Regions from separate parts of the Mus musculus genome. Here region 1 is linked to region 2. A link is a contact called in public targeted proximity ligation data. All regions are on one chromosome and are shown on one strand. The core of a region is the stretch at or near the end of the contact, and the rest is flanking DNA. Distances in the headings are between cores, read along the strand shown. Region 1 overlaps Kank1 (KN motif and ankyrin repeat domains 1). Region 2 has its middle 4.4 kb from the start of Dock8.

Region 1 (3,470 bases), core at 668-3,167, 390 kb after region 2:
CTCTCTCTCTCTCTCTCTCTCTCTCTCTCTCTCTCTCTTCCTTTCTTGACATCTCCGTGAAATGTATTCTGAGTGAGCTGTTCATTATCCCATTCATTTTCATATTCTTTATGCAAAATATGCTCGTGTTTAGAAGACAAGATTGTGTTCAGCTTTTAGGCTCTATGGTTCATTAGAAAGACTAAAACCAGACATTTTTAAAATATGTGTTGCCCATTTGTGTCTAAGCACTAGTGATCTCGGCAGGAAGTTTTCTACAGACAAGTGGCCACCCCACTTAAAAATTATGTTTCTATTTTGAGGATTTTTAAAAATATAGTGACCACATTCCTCGTCCCAGCCATTCCTAGGACCCGTGACAGCTGGAATTCAAACTAAGCAGTATTCTTCAGTCCTCTCTCATCAGTAGATGGAAAGTAGACTACAGACAGGAAAGTGTTGCCAAGGGTCTGGGAGTGGTGTTTGCGAGATTTAACCTGGGACTTTAAACATCTGAAGTCCCAGCTCTGCGTCATTGTATGGGAGGCCAGACTTGAATGATTCTTGACAGCTCCTTCTCCCGGATCAGAGGTTGTAGACTTCATCACTTCTTCACCACGTAAACCTTTATTTAAGGAGCCGGGCTGGAAATAAGCATTCAGAGATGTGATTTTTCTATTAAAAGTCACAAGCCCTGTGTTCGTTCACTTGCGTTCTTTTTCTGTGACTTCATGTCACTGAAGAAGGGTTCTCATTCCCACGTAATCTTTTGCATTTTGAATATACTTTTTTGAGGCTGGAGGAATGTCTCCGTGGGTAAACAACTGCCTGCTGCAGAGACCTAAGCTCAGATCCCCAGCACCCATGGAAAAGCCAGGGGTGGCTGCAGATATCTGTAACTTTAGCATCGCTTGAGCAGAGGCAGGTGGACTCTGAAGAGTGCTGGCCAAACCATTGTAACCAATCAGTGAGTTCAGGAAGAGACCCTGTCTCAAAAGATATAGTAGAGCCAGACAGGGTGGCGCAGCCTTTAATCCTGGCCCTTGGGAGGAGAGGCAGGTGGATATGTATGAGTTCAAAGCCAGCCTGGTCTACATAGTGAACTCCAGAATATCCACGGCTACATAGTGAATACACACACACACACACACAGAGAGAGAGAGAGAGAGAGAGAGAGAGAGAGAGAGAGAGGAGAATGAAGGAGGAATATATCTGCTTGACCTGTACATACACACTCACATGCATACATACACCAAAAAAGAGAGAGAAAAAAGAAAAGAAAAGAAAAGAAAAGAAAGGAAAAGAAAAGAAAAGAAAAGGGATTTTAAAAATTCAAATGCTCTTGTTATTTAGAACCAAAGGTGAATCCCATGGCTTCTGGATTTATTCACATAACAGTTGGTTGAGTGGATAAACCCCATCAGCTTTGCAAATAATTTTGTGAAAACATTGATTGAAGCACACCCAGTCTACATTTCCTATCCCTGCCCTCTTCTGCCTTTCTCTCATATCCGCTGCCCCTTAGTCCAAGGTGTGTTGTTCCTCTGCCACAGATGTGTGTTAGAGTCTCCTACAAGAAAAGGGACAAACACTTCAAGCTAGAGATAAGAGGAGGGAGAAAAACTGGGCGTTTCAGATGGCTCACAAACCTAGTGCTTAATGTCTTTGTAAAGCTACAGTTGTCTGTCAGCTCTTAAATTTTCTTTCTCTGTTATCAGTCAACCTCTGCCTAAGTCCAGAGACCTACCAAGGTACAGCTGATTCTCTGTCCTTCAGTATTATTTTGATGGGCTAGGGGGTTGTATTCCAACTGGGGAAAACTTTGGGGGCGTGGCCTGTTTGCCTGCTCCTGCCAACTTCAAAGATAAAGGCTGGTTTGTCATCCCGTGCCCTGGCAGAGGATACCAAAGTACCTGCTGGGTCTGCGTAGCATGTACCCTCACTGGAGCTCTGCCTGCAGGGTGTGAATCAGCCTGGTGATACACTGGTGTTTACAACACTGCAGGGTGGAGACCTGGAAGTTGAGGCCAGTGTGGGAGGAGGGATGGTTTGCCCGTGAAACCATTCCAACAATGTAGCTTACAGGAAAAAGTTGCAAAACACGAAGCCCCGCGCCACCAGATTTTCCCCCGCTAGTACCAGGTTCTAGGTAGCTTCCAAATCTGCCCCAGGGACAGTGTGAGAGGGATGCCCCTAGTATGTCATAAGTTTTAGGGCTGGACACCTCTGTTGGTCCCCAAGGGGCCACAGTGAGCCCGTGCTTCTCCCCTCACACACACCCTCAGCAGTCACACGAGCAGCTGTAGGTATTTGTCCTGCGATGACATTGCTAAGACCTTATCTGGGCACCAGAAAATATCAGCTGGAACCCACAATACCCCACAGTAATAATGAGAAATAAAAAATCCCAAAATAGCCGCCTTCTAAATGGTTAAAGGGATTTCAGGCCCCACCCAGGGCTGTTCCTCTGTGGAATTATTCTTCGGTATTCCCTGAAGACTGTGACACTGGAAAAGGAATCCTTGCCAGGGGTGGTGAGTTTAAGCTGCAGTGACATTTAGTGACTTGTAGGGAGAGTGATGGAAAACTGCAAAAATGCTTGAATTCAGAAGATTCATTCATTCGGCGGTTCACTTCAAAATTCCCGCTCAGAATTACATTTGGCAGGGGCAACCGCTGATTTCCTGCTTTGTGTGACAAGCCAGACTTCTTCGGCCCTGGAAAAAATGTCTCCACCCTCCACCTCTTCTTCCCCTTTCTCCCTAGGTTATGGTTTTGTTCTGCTAGGGATGGTTGGCAAGATTTTTCTGCTCTTCTGTTTCCTCAAATACTTTTTCCCCATTAACTTTAGAACTGTTAAAAAACAAAACAAAACAAAACAAAGCAACCTCTGAACCTTTCTTTGGGGCCAACTATGACATACACCATCGTCTGCTTCTGTTACCATTGAACCTGACGCCTGAGGGAACCACATGGATTTTCCCAGGGCTTGAGGGAGTGAGAGGCCAGACAACTGTGCAAGCGGGAGGTGTGCCTGCTCCATCCCAGGCCCAATCCCCAGCCTGAGGCTTTGCTTGAAGCACTATCTCTGGGCCTGAAAGCGTTTCCTGTGTCTATGAAAGCAGGCTCTTCATCCCGTGACTCTCTGCTCTACGTCGCTGTTCCCTGACGGATCCGATGGAATTTCTCTTTCCTTTTTAAAATCATTTCTCATCATCTCCTTTCTTGGTTCGGTTTGTTTGTTTTGATTATGTATGTCTACGGGTATGTAGATGAGAGTGCAGACAGGTAGAGTCCAGAATCCAGAAGAGGGTGTTGGATACCCTGCAGCTGTTGTGAAATCCCTAATAGGAATGCTGGTAACCAAAACTCCAGTCCTCTGGAAGAGCAGCAAAAGCCGTCTCCAGCCCTTCCCCCTTTCCTCTTCTCAGTCCCAAGAGAGTTTGACATTTCTATCAAATGATCGCCATCACCTCCTTCAAGGGTCCTGT
Region 2 (3,034 bases), core at 265-2,764:
GTGAGAGAGCCAACCCTGTGCCTTTCCTGCGGCTACCAGCAGGAGACCTGGCCCCACCCCTCGCCTAGGCAAAGAGGGAGAGCTGGCCCTGGTGATGCAGGTGCATGGGGAGCTGGCAGGGTGAACAACACAGCCACCTCCCAGGCACAGATCCAGGACTTTGAGTTGGTCCACCCCAGCATCTACCTCATCTATGAACTGCTGGAGCGTGTGAAGAGGCCAGTCCTGCAATACCAAGCTGAAGGACCTCCGTGACACTGGGCAACAACAGGACATCTGAGAGGAGCCCCAGTGAGAAACTAGTATTGATCGTTTAGCAGAAGGCAGAGGCCTCAAACCAGACCATTGGCTCATTGTAATAAACATTTACAAGTCAAGCTGTTTGAACAGAAGGGTGCACTGTGTGATACACTGTGACATACCATGATACACCGCAGCTTCCACGGGGGGGGGGTGTTTCCCCTCTTATTTGTTGTTTTTATTTTTTATTATTTTTATTTGTTTATTTGTTTTCTTTTGCTGGAGTTTCAAGGGCAGAGGGCAGATATGAGGGGGCAGGGAGATAGGTGGGATTTAAGGTGCCTGATGTGAAATTCACAAACAATCAATAAAAAGTTGTTTTTTGTTTGTTTGTTTTTCAAGAAAACAATGTCTATAGTATCAAAATGTCTATAGTATCAGTGAAGCACACCTCTGGGTACATCAAGGGATAGTTAACAGATGGAGAAGACATGCCCTAACTGTGGACAGTGCTCTCCCTAGCCTAGACTGGATGAAAAGAGGACAAAGGAGCACCAGCATTCTCTGGTTCCTGATCTGCCCAGGTGTGAGCGAGGACTCTCACACTCTGACTGCCATACCCAGGAGCCGGATCCTGCATCCACACCCTCTTTACCAGGATGGGTTGTCCCCTCCGACGGTGGGCCAAAATAAACCTTCCTCCATAAATCTGCTTCTTGTCAGCTATTGGTCACAGTGGTGAGGATAGCAGCTAATACGTGAGTATTGTCTGAAGTATTTCTCAAACAATACACAACCCTTCACTAACATCAGCGTTTATACAAGTTAAGAAAAGTTGCCAGAAGTAGGAGAGACATTCCCCGCCTCTTGCTGCCCCACATTCTCAAGGATATTAGATATTTCTCACTGTGGAATGCCAGGTAGAAAGAGATTTCTCCCAGAGGAATAACCTGCACAGACAAAAAGCAAGTTTTATTTGCACGCAGGCCCTGTCTACCAAGGCTTCATATTTTTTCTACTTTTTTTTCTCTGAGTGGATTTGGTATCGTCTACCTTTCTGCCTGTGTTGTACAATGCTCCTTCTGTCTGCGATAGCCTCAGTGACTCTTCTCTGCCTGCCTAACTTATCCATTAAGACTCACTTCCAACATCACTATGGCAACAACGCCATCGTGTTTGGTGTCAATCTCTCTGCTGCTCTCCCCCTCCCCTCAAGAATAAGTCATTTCCTGCCTGAGCTTCCTCACTCTCCCAGAGTTGCGTACAGCAAAGGTTCCTGTGGTATTCCACAGAGCCCGGGCCTCCTTTTCCTTCTCTGTGTGTCTCATTCCTAGACCGTGAGTCCTAGGAAGTCAGAGAACCGCATTGTTAATTGTGTTGATCCTGCTGTCACCAGCACAGGACTTGATCTATGGCGACCACTTGGAGAGGGTTTGGAGAATAGTTGGAAAGTGTGTGGATAAGGAAGGAGTTTCTTAATGAATCCATCCAAAGTCCCTTTAGTTACAGAATAGAGAAATGTGACTATTCCCACTGAATGCAGATACATTTGGATACAATCCATTTTTTTTTTTAATAGAATAGAGTTTATTCAGGGCATGGGGGGAGGAGTTAAGAAGGTAGTAGAGGCAGAGAGAAAGGCAGAGAAAGAAAGCTACAATCCAAATCTTATAGTGAAGATACTAAAATATATTATGTGCTGGTTTGAAATAAATACAGAACAGAGCTGGAAAACATTCATCTAAAGGCAAATTAAAACACTCAAGAGAATAACACATACTGATCTCGCTTCCTTCTGAAAGACATGGGGGGAACTTGGCCACTTCTACTCGGGTTTATTTTAATAGTTAGTGAGTGTGTGCCTCCACTTATTTGAGTACCAGCTATGTGTGAGGCTCTGTTCTGGGCACTGGAACAATAAACATGAACCAAACCAAAAAAAAAAAAAAAAAAAAAGAAGAAGAAGAAGAAGAAAAAAGTTCTGTGGATCTTATGTACTATCAGCATAAAGAGTAATACATTTAAAGTAAGCAAAAAATAGTCAACATGGTGTTCTCTCATTGTCTGCTTGCCTTGTGCCATGAAGAGTATACTGTCCTCTCATTATACTTTATTAAAACTTATTTAACCTTTCAACATACAAATCTAGTATATCAGGATAAGGGCTATGGAAAAGGAGTCAGGCAGTATCCCGGAAGATGACATTTGAATACAATCTGAGAGAATCTTGGGAAGCTGTAGAGATAGTTTTTGCAAGAAGGGAGGAGATGTGCCAACGGCCTCGGTTCTCAATGTAGACCGACCCTGGTGCAGCCTGAATTCTATTAGGATGTGTTTACTGACAGTGAGATACGCTTCCAAACCAAGAAAGAGCGCTGACAAACTGAGAGAAGTTCTCCCTTGCGTGGGACATAAAAACTTGCCTCAATCCCTGAAGGATGGAGAGAACTGGTGGTAATGTAGGCTGAAGAGAGCAGGAGGAATAACAGATAGGAAGGCCCCAGAAGAAAGACCACTGTCTTCTCGGTGATGAGTTGTGGCTCTGCCCTGCTTTGACTGAGGCAGGCCTGTCAGTCACTGAGGGGAGGATTCACTTGATCATGGAGGCTGCCGAGAAACTACGAAGGGTAGTTGGCAGGGATGTAGGCCAGTGGCAGAGACCAATTAGACCAGAATAAGCAAGGCGTGGAGCAGGGAGTGGTTTTTGTTATCCTGACATGAACCCATGAGCCAGGATGGAATCCGTACGAACACTGGTATGTTTATGAAGAAGTGATACTTTATACAGAATGTG

What was found.
Region 1: a targeted proximity ligation map of pancreatic cancer cells shows a contact between it and region 2. A contact is called at or near these places in 2 of 130 datasets of targeted methods (astrocytes and pancreatic cancer cells).

The regions. Positions count from the first base shown.
Region 1 is chr19:25,384,259-25,387,728 of GRCm38.p6, forward strand. The region is part of intron 4 of Kank1 (KN motif and ankyrin repeat domains 1); the gene reads left to right. Among named protein-coding and RNA genes, the nearest start is that of Gm52392, 15 kb to the right of the region's middle.
Region 2 is chr19:24,993,602-24,996,635 of GRCm38.p6, forward strand. No RefSeq gene overlaps it. Among named protein-coding and RNA genes, the nearest start is that of Dock8, 4.4 kb to the right of the region's middle.